Regions from separate parts of the Mus musculus genome. Here region 1 is linked to region 2. The links are chromatin contacts, called in public HiChIP or PLAC-seq maps. All regions are on one chromosome and are shown on one strand. The core of a region is the stretch at or near the end of the contact, and the rest is flanking DNA. Distances in the headings are between cores, read along the strand shown.

Evidence for each region. HiChIP or PLAC-seq counts read pairs in DNA pulled down with a chosen protein or histone mark.
Region 1: a contact with region 2 is called in an H3K4me3 HiChIP or PLAC-seq map of forebrain, with 3 times the contacts expected there. The contact joins the promoter of Cpne6 here to the enhancer-like site in region 2. A contact is called at or near these places in 12 of 39 promoter capture datasets (the 3T3-L1 cell line, 3T3-L1-derived adipocytes, the HPC-7 cell line and 6 more), 1 of 484 Hi-C or Micro-C datasets (the N1E-115 cell line), 4 of 115 datasets of contacts at active chromatin or transcription factors (embryonic basal ganglia, embryonic hindbrain, embryonic stem cells and 1 more) and 1 of 9 other capture datasets (embryonic stem cells).

What each region holds. Positions count from the first base shown.
Region 1 is chr14:55,506,161-55,512,027 of GRCm38.p6, reverse strand. Cpne6 (copine VI) reads right to left here and starts at 1,583. Exons shown (of 17, transcript NM_001360193.1): 1 at 1,319-1,583; 2 at 1-47. The coding sequence starts at 43. Carmil3 (capping protein regulator and myosin 1 linker 3) reads right to left here. Exons shown (of 40, transcript NM_001374104.1): 37 at 4,792-4,910; 38 at 4,471-4,651; 39 at 4,224-4,343; 40 at 3,764-4,111. The coding sequence ends at 4,083.
Region 2 is chr14:55,029,887-55,035,656 of GRCm38.p6, reverse strand. No RefSeq gene overlaps it. Among named protein-coding and RNA genes, the nearest start is that of Ngdn, 17 kb to the right of the region's middle. Within about 2 kb of position 2,731, at least 24 of the 459 cell types and tissues checked have an H3K27ac peak or open chromatin away from gene starts, as enhancers often do. A contact at or near this core is called in the N1E-115 cell line, forebrain, hippocampal neurons and 1 more, where this site is marked.

The DNA.
Region 1 (5,867 bases), core at 334-2,833, 480 kb before region 2:
TGGCCGGGGGCTCAGGCACCCATCCCATCTCTGGGTCCGACATGGCACTGTGGGGGAAAGAACAGACAACCTGGACCGAGAGGGGAGGAGTTTGTCTCTTGGGGGTCCTGGACCCACCCGTTGCTCTTCTTCTTGAGGTCCTGGGGTCCTAAGGACAAGCTCTTCCCCTGCCCTGGTTGACTTCCTTGATGCTTTAAGCAGCAAAGAGCAGGAGTCCAGAGTCCCGTGCCTCTGTCACTCTGCCAGCCTAGGTGTCATGGATGGGGCTGGAAAAGACTGGAGGACTGGGATAGAAGTGGGTTCCTGGCAGCCTCGGCTCCTAGGCCATCGATTGATTTCTGCTTACTGCTGTCTCAGCACCTTCTGCTATTTCCCGACTGGTCTATGAGCCAGTGCTGCACTCAGTCTTGGCACCAGGGAACCAAACTAGGGCAAGGGGGTGGGGAAGAGGGTGGGGATGCCCTGGAGGTCTGAAGAGGGTGGGCCTCAGGGAAGGAGTCTGCAGTGGACAGGAGGAGACAGGTTGGCAGTGGAAAGGTCTGTGTAAAACTGCCCTGCTGTCTTAGAGTCCCCTACTCACTGTCTGGTTGGCTGATAGGAGAGATAGGTGGTGGGCTTGGGGAGGGAGAATCAGGACTCGGGCTCTGTTGTGAGCTCCTCGGGTGCTTGACAAGCCCACAGTCCTCCCCACCTCCCCTGTTCTCACACTTCTTGGCAACACAGGCACTGTCTCTTAGCGACAGGGTTTTGGGGGAGCCATGGCCCCCACCATGCTGCCCGTGGGATGCATGCGCACCACCCTCCCCCAGCAGAGTCACCAAGCCTCAGGCAGCAGCAGACAGGGGTATGCCGGCCCCGAGTTCATGGCTGGACAGCCCAGCTCTCTGTGCCTGTCCAGATCTCAGGGTGAAGCTATCTGATCCATGCCATGCTTCCTGAGTGAGTGTCCACTGGTGTGCCTGAGTACCCCACCCTCTGTCTGTCCCCCTCTGTCCTGTGTCCCTCTCCAGGAGGGTGTGACAGTCCCGTGTCTCTGTCAGAACCAGGACCGTTCCCTGGCTGGTTACCAGCCAGCCTCCCAAATGATGATAAAGCTTTATAGATATGCGAGGGAGGGTCTGGGCTGCGGCTCTCAGTGACTTCCAGCCACAAGTCTCAGTTAACGTGGAGCCCGTGAGGTAGGCAGGGGCATGTGGTGGAGAGGGGATCAGGTAGGGGTGGCTGGTGACTTCTCTGAGAGCTAGAGGAGATGTTGTTATGGAGACTGGGCCAGGGAAGGCAGGACTCAGGCTGGATTAGGAAGGAAGGATGGGCTCACCTGGGCTCTTAGTGGGGGTCTCCTCTCTCCAGTCTGCAGTCTTCCGCCCTGCCCCTGACTTCCTCGCTGCTCCAGCCGCTGGCGCCAGCTCCGGCTCGGTTCTGCTGCTATTTATGGGGCCTGGATGGGGAGGAGGGGGGCCGCAGCACCAGCTCCCCCCCCCCTGCACAGACTGGCTGGGAGGAAGGAGAGGGGAGGGACAGGGACACTGCCTGGGAGGGAGCCACAGTACTAGGGAGGAGGGCGGGCTGGGGGCAGGCCCAAAGCAGGACCCCCCCGCAGACACAGTGACATACATCTCCTTCACATCACACCCACACCCAGCATCACAGAAACACACACATTGCAGTGGTACGTGCGTGCACGCGCACACACACACACACACACACACACACACACACACACACACATCCACATCCACACGGAGGAAGGATGCGACGCACGGCACCCACGACTCACAGGCTCACACATATCTTGACACTCGCAGGCGCCAGTACATAAACTCACGGTGACACCATGACAGTTATAGCCCCACTGATGCGCACTGGGAAACACACTCTCACAGTACTTTCAACAGTACTACACTTGTTAAGGATATTTGTAGCTACATAGAAAAGAACACTCGGCTGTACTTGTGACACACACACAGACACCTACTCTCACTAACCTGGGATACAACAGAATGTTGATATCCATATACTCCTTAAAAAAAACCATCATGCACCACACTGAATCTCAGGAAATGGCATCCGGTTCCCGAGTTATCCTTTTGTAGGGAAATGAGGACCACGAACATAATGGCCCCACATGGGATCTCATCGTAAGCATACAGCCCGCGTATTGACTGGACATCACCATGATAGACCCGATGGTCTGCCCCACCCCCGCCCCCCAGATCCAACCATTATGGCCACATCTTTGTGGGAGGGGCTGGGTCAGGCACAAAGCTTAAGGAAACAGAAGTTAGTCACTCACAGAGAGCCCAGGGGAACTGAGCAGTTTCTGGACTGCTAATGCCACTGGGGAGACATTTGGGCGTGGTGATGTGGGGGATACTCAGATGTGTTCACTAGGACGCCGGCCATCCCTGTCCCTTAAACTGCTTATGTATTAACTACCTCCTGAGTGCCAGAGACTGGTCAGGTACCGGGGCTTAGTCAGGATAGCTCTTGTGCCTGAGGAGGAAGAGATGTATGAAATAGAAGGACCCACACGGAAATGTTAAGATAATATGAATGCTGTTAACTATAACACATAGTTATGTTCAGGGTAAAATGGAGGCATAATGCAGGAATAAAGCAATCTGAACTTCAAGGAAGGCATCCAGGATGTCAAAAGAGGTTTGGAGGGAGTTCCTGACTTTTAAGATCATATTTGTTAGGCCATACCAGAAATGGCTAACATAAATACAGTATTTTCTTTTCATGTTGTAGAGACCTGTTCTGTATAAGCCACTCTATTGTGGAGGCTTTTCATTTAGGAGTATCCACTGGCAGGGCTGGGGAGAGGGCTCAGCAGTTAGGAGGGCTGGTTGCTCTTCCAGAACCTGGGATCAACTCCCACCACCCACATGGCTGCTCACAACCACTTGTAACTGCAGTCCTAAGGACGCCAATGTCCTCTTTTTGCCACTGTGGGTACTACATGCACAGACATACATACAGGCACGATACCCAAGCACATGAGATAAAAATAAAGGATTTTTAAAAAAACGTTTTATCTACAGAGGGCTGGAGAGATGGCTCAGTGGTTAGAGCACTTGTTGCTCTTGCAAGGAAGCTGGATTGGCTTTCTAACCCACGTGGTGACTCACAACCATCTGTAACCTCAGTACTGGGTGATCTGATGCCCCCGTGTAGCCTACACACACACACACACACACACACACACACACACACACACACACAAAATCTAAAGGAGAGACATAGCCTATAGCTCAGCAGGAAAAGGCTACTGCCTCTGAGCCTGAGGACCTGAGTTTGATCCTGGGCACCCACAGAGTAGACAGAAAGAACTGACTCTCATAAGTTGTCTTCTGACCTCCACATGCATGCTGGTCACATACATGTGGTCACATACATAAAATAAAATGTTAAAAAGGGTACCCATAGGATAATGTAGCATTTAATATGTTACATTAATATGTTACAGGCTTCCCTGGTGCAATGACTGCCATCTTCTAATCCTAGCACAACCTCCAAAAAGCCAGAAAACCACTGTGTTTCCCCGATGCATTCATCTCTTCTACAGCCTTGATTCTGCAATAACCCGTGACTTGTCATCCTTTGTCAGCCGTTCTGCTATTCCATCTTCTCTTGGAACCCCACATTCAGATGCCTGAGCTGTTCTTTACTTTCCCCAACTGTGGCCAAACCCTGGGGGCTCATGGGGAGAGGGTGTGTGTGTGGGAAAAATGCAAAGCTTGCACAGCAGAGACCAGAGGCAGACAGTGATTTTTTTTTTAATTCTATACAAGTGGGGAGAGAGCCCCTGGGCATAGAGGGGCAGAGGTTTACCCTCCCCCCAGGGAAGTGACAGCCTCTGCCCAAAGCTCTCTGTCGAGACAGCTCCAGGCAGGTGTGACAGCCTCCCTGCTTCAGGTCACTCCCTCCCTTCCAGTCCCCACTCCTGCTCCCCTATGCCTTCTTAGTGCTGCTGCCCTGTAGGACGAGGGCTGGCACGGGATGGGAGAGCAGGGGTGGATGGGGCCTGAGTCCTTATGAGGCACATGTCGCGGAAGGCTGGGGAGGGTGTTCAGCAGCTGTCAGTCTGTTCCTGGTTCACTGGTTCCTGCTGGGGACAAATTCAGGGAACCCTGTTTTCTGGGCAAAGAGAGCCAGCCACTCAATATTTGGGCTCGAAGGGGCCATGTTTGACAGGTCAGTGGAAAGGGGACGTGTCTCACCACAGACACCTGTAGGGTCAGGTGGTTGTCTCCTATCGGGTTCCAGTTTGTCACAGGACTGTGCTCGCCGTGTTCTCTTGGGTTTCAGGGGCGCTGTCCTGCGGCCCTGATCAGTGGGTCCTGAAATGAGAGTCACAGCAAGGGGCTCATGAAGCGGGTGCTCATCCAAGCTTCAGCTCTTGGTTGTTGCTTGTCTCTGTTCTAAGGTCCGGAAGGGAGATCTGATGTGGGCACCAAGGCTCCTGACCTTGTCCTTCTGGCTCCTCTTGGTCTTGCTGTGAGCCCAGTCTCAGCCGGGGTTTGTTGGCTCCTGGGGCAGCACTGCTGCTCTCAGTCTCTTCTCTGCCTCCTGGCACCTGGGGGGCCCTGCGGCCCCTGGGCACAGCCACTGGCTTAGGGGGACGTGGACCTATGGGGGGCTCCTGTAGCTAGCAGAGAAAGGACGATGTCGGGCCAGTCAGTTTCTGACTCTTTCAAAAGACCCTCCCCATCCACTGTTGACATTCCTAGGTCTTTCAGTATCTTTGCCCCCTCAGAACACCTTCCCCGTCCATCTTCTGGCTTTCACCTTGGCATTCCTAGTGGGAACCATTCTCTCTGGGAATAAGGCGCCCTGCTTTTCCTCGTCTCCATCCTGGGAAGCTGGGCTAGGGCTTTGGCAGCTGTGGTTTGCGGCACTCTCCTCAGCTGGGGAATAGCAGACAGGAGGAGAAGCTATGGAAATGGCATTTGTTCAGAGCCCTCCTGGTACTTTTCCCATGATGCCCTACAAGGCCAGGATTCTTCCCCCATCCAAACTCATCGGCTCCAGCATCTGTGTTGTCTTCCTTTATCCTCATATGTCCTAGCCACTGCTTTCCATCTGCCCTGAAGCCATCACCTGGGCCTGGCAGGACTCAGTCTTTTTTCCTACTGGAGCAGAGTCAGGATAAAAGACCTCCAGGGTCCACAGACCCAACAGTCTCTCAGGACTGCAGTGCCCTAGGGCCCTGTCAAGGCTGCAGCCTGGAATTTTTTCAGCACTGCCTGCAAGTCTGATTTAGACAGTGGGAGCCTTAGGGAGAGATGCCTTACCACGTTTCCCCGTGACTTTAAGCCACGTGAGCACAAAAGAGGGGTAGGATCTGACAGGTCCTGTGTCTGTGTCTCAGTGCATAGTGCAGAACCTGGCTAACCGTGGTTTACTAAATGAAGGATACAGCCCTGCTTTGGATACTACATCTATAGTCTGGGGCCAGGGACAGAAAATCAGGAAAGCTGCCCCCAGCACTGGTTGGCCTTAGAGAATGGAGTGGATCTGGCAAGGCTTACACTGGCCACTATAGGAGAAGAAGGGAAAAGGACAGAAAGGAACAGGGGGGACAGTGGGGAGTCAGTGGCCCCCAAACCAGACCTGCCTGCTAGGCCCTAGCCTAGGAGTAGGAACTGGGGAGGTTCTGGGTCTCCAGAGAGATTTGGTCTGTGTTGATGCAATCAGGAGCCATATCCTGGGGTCTTTGGGAACTTGGGTTGATGCTGGGCTATCTCACACTTCTTTAGTGGCTTAGGCTGAAGGTCCCCTGAACCCAGAAAGGGGTGGGGGAATAATTCCCTTCCTCTCCTAACCCAATCTTAAGGTAGGAAGTAAGTGACTGGTTTGAGGTC
Region 2 (5,770 bases), core at 1,482-3,981:
TGGCAATTAAAGACTTTCAGTTGGCTTGAACCGATGTCTGAGTGATGGTTAGGCGGATCCCTCATACCAACATTCCCCAACTCCACTGTAGATTGCATTGTAATTTTAGGAACATGGGATTGACCACTCTGTTTGTATAAAAACACAGATGTATATGCATGAATGGAATTTTCTACAGAGAACAGTGAGGGACAAAACATGGAAAAAGGTTTCAGTGCACTCCCTTTGTAGTGTCTGAGATTTTCACGTATCCAAAATTAAAGAGTAAGAAACACCCGAGGCCAGCCTACTGTAGTCAATCCACACATCAGAAACTCCATTTTAGGAAATTTTATACATAAAGATGTACATGTTTATCACAGAAGGAAAAGAAATCCTAACAAAACTAGGAATAAACCAGACACGGACTATAATCCAGCTACCTAGGAGACTAAGGCAGGATTCTGGGTTCAAGTCCAGCCTAGCCTACATAGTAAGACCCTATCTCATAACAACCAACCAACAACAAAAACCTAACATTCTAAAGTCTAACAAATAGTTTTTACAAATTATTATTTATCCCTGATAAAGTATTATATGTTCACTCAAAATAGTTTATTTTTGCTTGTGTATTTTGTTTTGTTTTGCTTTGAGACAAGACGTCACACTGAGACCTCAGCTGGTCTCAAACATCTGGCAATCCTCTATCTCAGCCTGTGACCTATGTCTTTTTGTTGTTGTTATTGTTGTTTTGTTTTGTTGCTACAAGATTTCTCTGTGTAACAGCCCTGGCTGTCTTGGAACTCGCTCTGTAGACCAGGCTGGCCTTGAACTCACAGAGGTCTGACTTCCTCTGCCTCCCAAGTGCTAAGACTAAAAGTATGCACCACTGCGCACAGCTTATGACGTGTGTTTTTATTCTCACTATTTTTTAATAGCATAGGAAAGTGCAACATGCTGAATGGGTAAAAGGCCCATCTGTATCCATGTCCTAAATTATAAATCCAGAATGTAAGATGGCAGGAAGAGAAAGGGAAATGGGGTGTGGAGCACACTCCCAAAGTCCCAGCAGATGGGGCAGGTGAAAGCAGAGCAGCCTGGACCAGCCGGACGGAAAGAGCCTGTCCAGAAACAAAGCAAAGGAGCCCAGACCTGGGGACAGTGCTCCTCCTCCACCTGCTCTCCTGTCCCCTCAGCCTGGGCCTCTTTAGGAGTCTTTTCCTCCTTAGATGCCGAATCTACTCTACTCATAATTACACCTTATACGTCATCATACTTTTCTGTAATTTTAAGAGAGAGAGAGAGAGGGCGAGCACTGGGCAATGGGGGAGCATTCTTTTTAGTCCTAGCACTTGGGAGGAAGTCAGATATCTGTGAGTTTGAGGCCAGCCTGATCTACAAAGCTAGTTCCAGGACAGCCAAGGCTACACACACAGAGAAACCTTGTCTTGAAAAATGAAGAGAGAGAGAGAGAGAGAGAGAGAGAGAGAGAGAGAGAGAGAGAGAGAAAGAGACAGAGAGAGAGGGGGGCCAAGGTAGGGGGTTGACGGTTCAGCTCAGGGGTAGCATCTGCTTATAGTGTGTGTAAGTAAGATCATGGGTTTGATCCCTAGCACAAGACAAACATACAACAACTCTCTTCAGAGGATATTTACCACAACTTAAAAATATCGCAGATTCTAGAGCAATGATCCCAGCTCCATAAATGGTGGCATACTAATCAATAAATTTACTAAATAGCGGCTACTATACAATCTTTAGAATTGTGTTGTTTATATTTTGTTTGCTTGCTCGCATCCTTGCTTGCTTGTTTTTTTGTTTTGTTTTTGTTTTGTTTTTTGTTTGTTCGTTCGTTTGTTTGTTTTTGGAGGTCTCACTGTGAACTCTCTTTGTAAACCAAACTAGCCATGAACTTACATTACAGAGGTCATGCTGAGATGAAGGCAATGTGCCACCGCACCTAGCCAATTTGTATCTTCCTAAGGCAGCAGGTTTCTGTCTTCAAGGAGCCACCCATCCAGCTCTGACAGAAGATGATAGAAAGAAGCACCAGGAAAGGGTGATGTAGAAAGAATGAAGCAGGGTAGAGCCCAGATGGCCAAAGTAAGTTAGCCTTTGCCTCTAGGGGACTAGTGGTTGTGTCTCCTTGGGTGCCAACGCCCCTGCCCTCAAGATGCTGTTCATCTTTTGGGACGAATAGGCCTTGCTCTCGATTACTTCTAGTGTAGTATCCCGCTACCTTGCAAAGAGGAATGACACCCTTATTTCCGGCCTAAAGCAGTCCTCTGAAAACTAAACTCAGTTCTTTAGCAGATAGTCAAGCAGCAAGCTATCTCTGGACCGTTTGTCCCAGGCTGTCTGTCGTGTGAGCGCTCAGACACAGCTTCTACCTCTTATCCTGGGGAGGCTCCAGAGACTCCCACTTCTCCGGTGTTAACAATGCTTTTTTTTTTCCCTTTCTAACTCGGCCCGTGAATTCTCCTGTCTTTTCATACATCCCAGGTTTCATTCCAGTCTTAAATTGGTTTCCTGGTCTGCCCTTTATCCCCCATCCCAGTCTTCTCATCTCTGAATCGCTTTGCCTGACTGGACAGGAAGTCTTGCTTTAGTATCCCCATTGTATTCTTTCCCGTAGGAATGTTAATCAGCGAACGGGATTTAATTAATTCAGCAGCTAATTTAAAATGGGAGAGGAAGAGTGGAAGAGGAGGAGGGTAGAGAGAGACGGATCCTACTTCGGAACAGAAGGCACTGCGCGTGGCTCTGGGTTGGCGGGCACCATGCTGTCGCCCTCGTTTACCGCCCCCACCTACACATACAGCCAGCAGGGAAGGGCAAAAGTGGGGAGCGTGGCTGGCAGGGTCTCCACGGACTCATTCGGTCCTGCTGCTGCTTTGGGCTGGAAGAGACAGACAGAAGGAGAAAGCCAGAGAACGGGAAGGATGCAGGCAGCCCCACGTGGCAGGAAGAACTAAGGGGGGGGGATTTATTTGTTTTTTGAAGTTTTTGTTTTTTGAGACAGGGTTTCTCTGTATAGCCCTGGCTGTCCTGGAACTCACTCTGTAGACCAGGCTGGCCTCGAACTCAGAAATCTGCCTGCCTCTGCCTCCCGAGTGCTGGGATTAAGGCGTGAGCCACTATGTCTGGCCTGATTTGATCTCTTTACCACCCAGGGCTTCCTATGAGAGCCAGCAGTGAGGGAATCAAAATTGGAAGCAAGCAAGGAAGGAACTCAAGAGCTACTCAGAGCTGCTTTCTGTTCTCCAGAGCCCACCTGTGAGGCTAACCCAAGGCTGCCGGGTTAGACAAAGCTGTCCCCAGCAAGCCGCCACAGGCTCAGCCAAAGTAGAAACACAGCAATGTTTTCTAAGCTTATACTCTATGCTAGATTTTAAATAGTTATTACCAGTTATCAAAAGCTTAAGAGTGTTTTGGTTTTTTTAAGATTTTATTTACTTACTATATGTAAGTACACTATAGCTGTCTTCAGGCACCCCAGAAGAAGGTATCAGATTTCATTATGAATGGTTGTGAGCTATCACGTGGTTGCTGGGATTTGAACTCAGGGCCTTCGGAAGAGCAGTCAGTGCTCTTAACCACTGAACCATCTCTCCAGCCCCAGGAGTGTTTACTAACATGGCCAGAGTGGTGCATTCTTTAAAAGTTAGGTTAGCACATGGAGACACACACACACACACACACACACACACACACACACACATCCTGACCATGTTTCAAGGCTTTCAGTGACCCAGGGATGAAATGGCCATATTTGTTTGTAAGGAGTAAAGGAAAATGCGACTATCGGAAGACTAGGTACAAATACCAGCCTATGTATGATCTATATGTATGTATGTATGGCCTGTGTATGATCTATATGTATGTATGTATGGCCTATGTATGATCTATATGTATGTATGTATGGCCTGTGTATGATCTATATGTATGTATGTATGGCCTATGAATGAAGGGCAGAAAACAAATTTCATTCAGTTTTAGCTCCCATACCTAAAGCACCTAGAGAACTAATTGAAACTGAAATGATTATTCCAGAATGTCTTAAAGTTGCAAAGTCTCTGTCATTCACTGCAACGAAAAGATTATCAAGCTGGGCATGGTGGCACACGCCTTTAATCCCAGCACTTGGGAGGCAGAGGCAGGTGGATTTCTGAGTTCAAGGACAGCCTGGTCTTCAAAGTGAGTTCCAGGACAGCCAGGGCGATACAGAGAAATCCTGACTCAAAAAATAACTAACTAAATAAATAAATATAAAAAAATGTTATCGATTATTGCTTTAAGAGAAAGCCCTTGCCTGATGTGGAGGTGCATGCCTTTAATTCCAGCACTCAGAGGCAGAGGCTGGCAGATCTCTGTGACTTCAGGGCCAACTTGGTCTATTTAGCAAAGTAGGCCTGCCAGGGCAACAACAACAACAACAACAAAAGCAGAGAAGTGTCTCAAAAAAGCAGAGAAGACAGATCTTACAAGGGATCTCTGTTACATGAGACCACTGTGCTAACTCGAATGCCCAACATAGAACAGAACTCCAGGCAGCTGAGGAAGGCCTCTACCTGTATACTAGAGGAAGGCAGGCTTGGCAGGAAGGAAGAAGAGTCCAGAACCTCCAAGGCTCAAATAAGACAGCAAAGCCCATGGTGCTCCAGCCCCCACTTCTCCTACAGAGGCCTCTCCTGATTCTTCCTCCAGGGCTTTAGCTAACTGCCTTCCTTAGTTTGGCGGTTAGCTTTGGCTCACACATCTGAGAATGAAAGTCAGTCACTCCAGAGCTGCCACCCAACTAAGAAAGCTCTGTCGCTGTCACAGAAAAAGGCCACATGGTCCATCTGTATTGTCGACAATCTCTAGGGCTTACACAAAGACATTGCTGTCCAGGGGAGTGCCTGGGATGCTGGCAGTTCACAATGACGATCTGATAAGAAGAAAATTGGCCATCTTGGAAACTGGATAGCTTTATAACCAGCACTAGCTCAGCATGAGCTGAGGAGTCTAGGGTACTGGCCACACAGAGACGAGATGGTTCTCCAGAAAAGAAGACAAGATAGAGCCAAATTAATGGTCTGATGAGTTTAGGGTGAACCCTGGAAAGGCAGAACAAAGAGAGCCATGGGCTGAAGCGGGAGGCACAGAAATTCCACCGAGACAAAGGAGAGACTTGGGATAGAAAATGGGGCGCAGGACTGAGCCAAGGTCTTTCAGCCAGAATTGTCCTGGGCAGAGACCACTCAGGTTGCCATTGCTTCCCTAGCAAGTGCCTTCTGAGGACTCTAAAGCTCAGAAACAGGATGTTCCTGAGGCCACGAAGGTTTTAGAGCCTAGTATTTCTCCAGCCTTATAGAATGGATAAAAAAAAATAATAAGATCACACCCATCCTAAACAATCCAAATGCAAACTTTCTGAATGAATGGGGCCTTTACTGAATTCTTTTAAAAACATTACTTCCTTCCTATCTATCTATCTATCTATCTATCTATCTATCTATCTATCTATCTATCTATCTATCTATCTATCTATTGGTTTTTTGAGGCAAGGTTTCTATGTGTAGCCTTGGTTATCCTAGAATTCACTCTGCAGACCAGGCTGCCTCTGCCCCACAAGTGCTGGGACTAAAGGCATGTATCTCCACTGCCCGGCATTATTTCTTATTAATATGTGTATGATGTATGTGGGGAGATGTGCACATGCCCCAGCACGCGTGTGACTGTCAGAGGACAACTGTGTAGTCAGGCCTGTCCTACCTGAAAGTGGGTTCCAGGGACCAAGCTCAGGCTC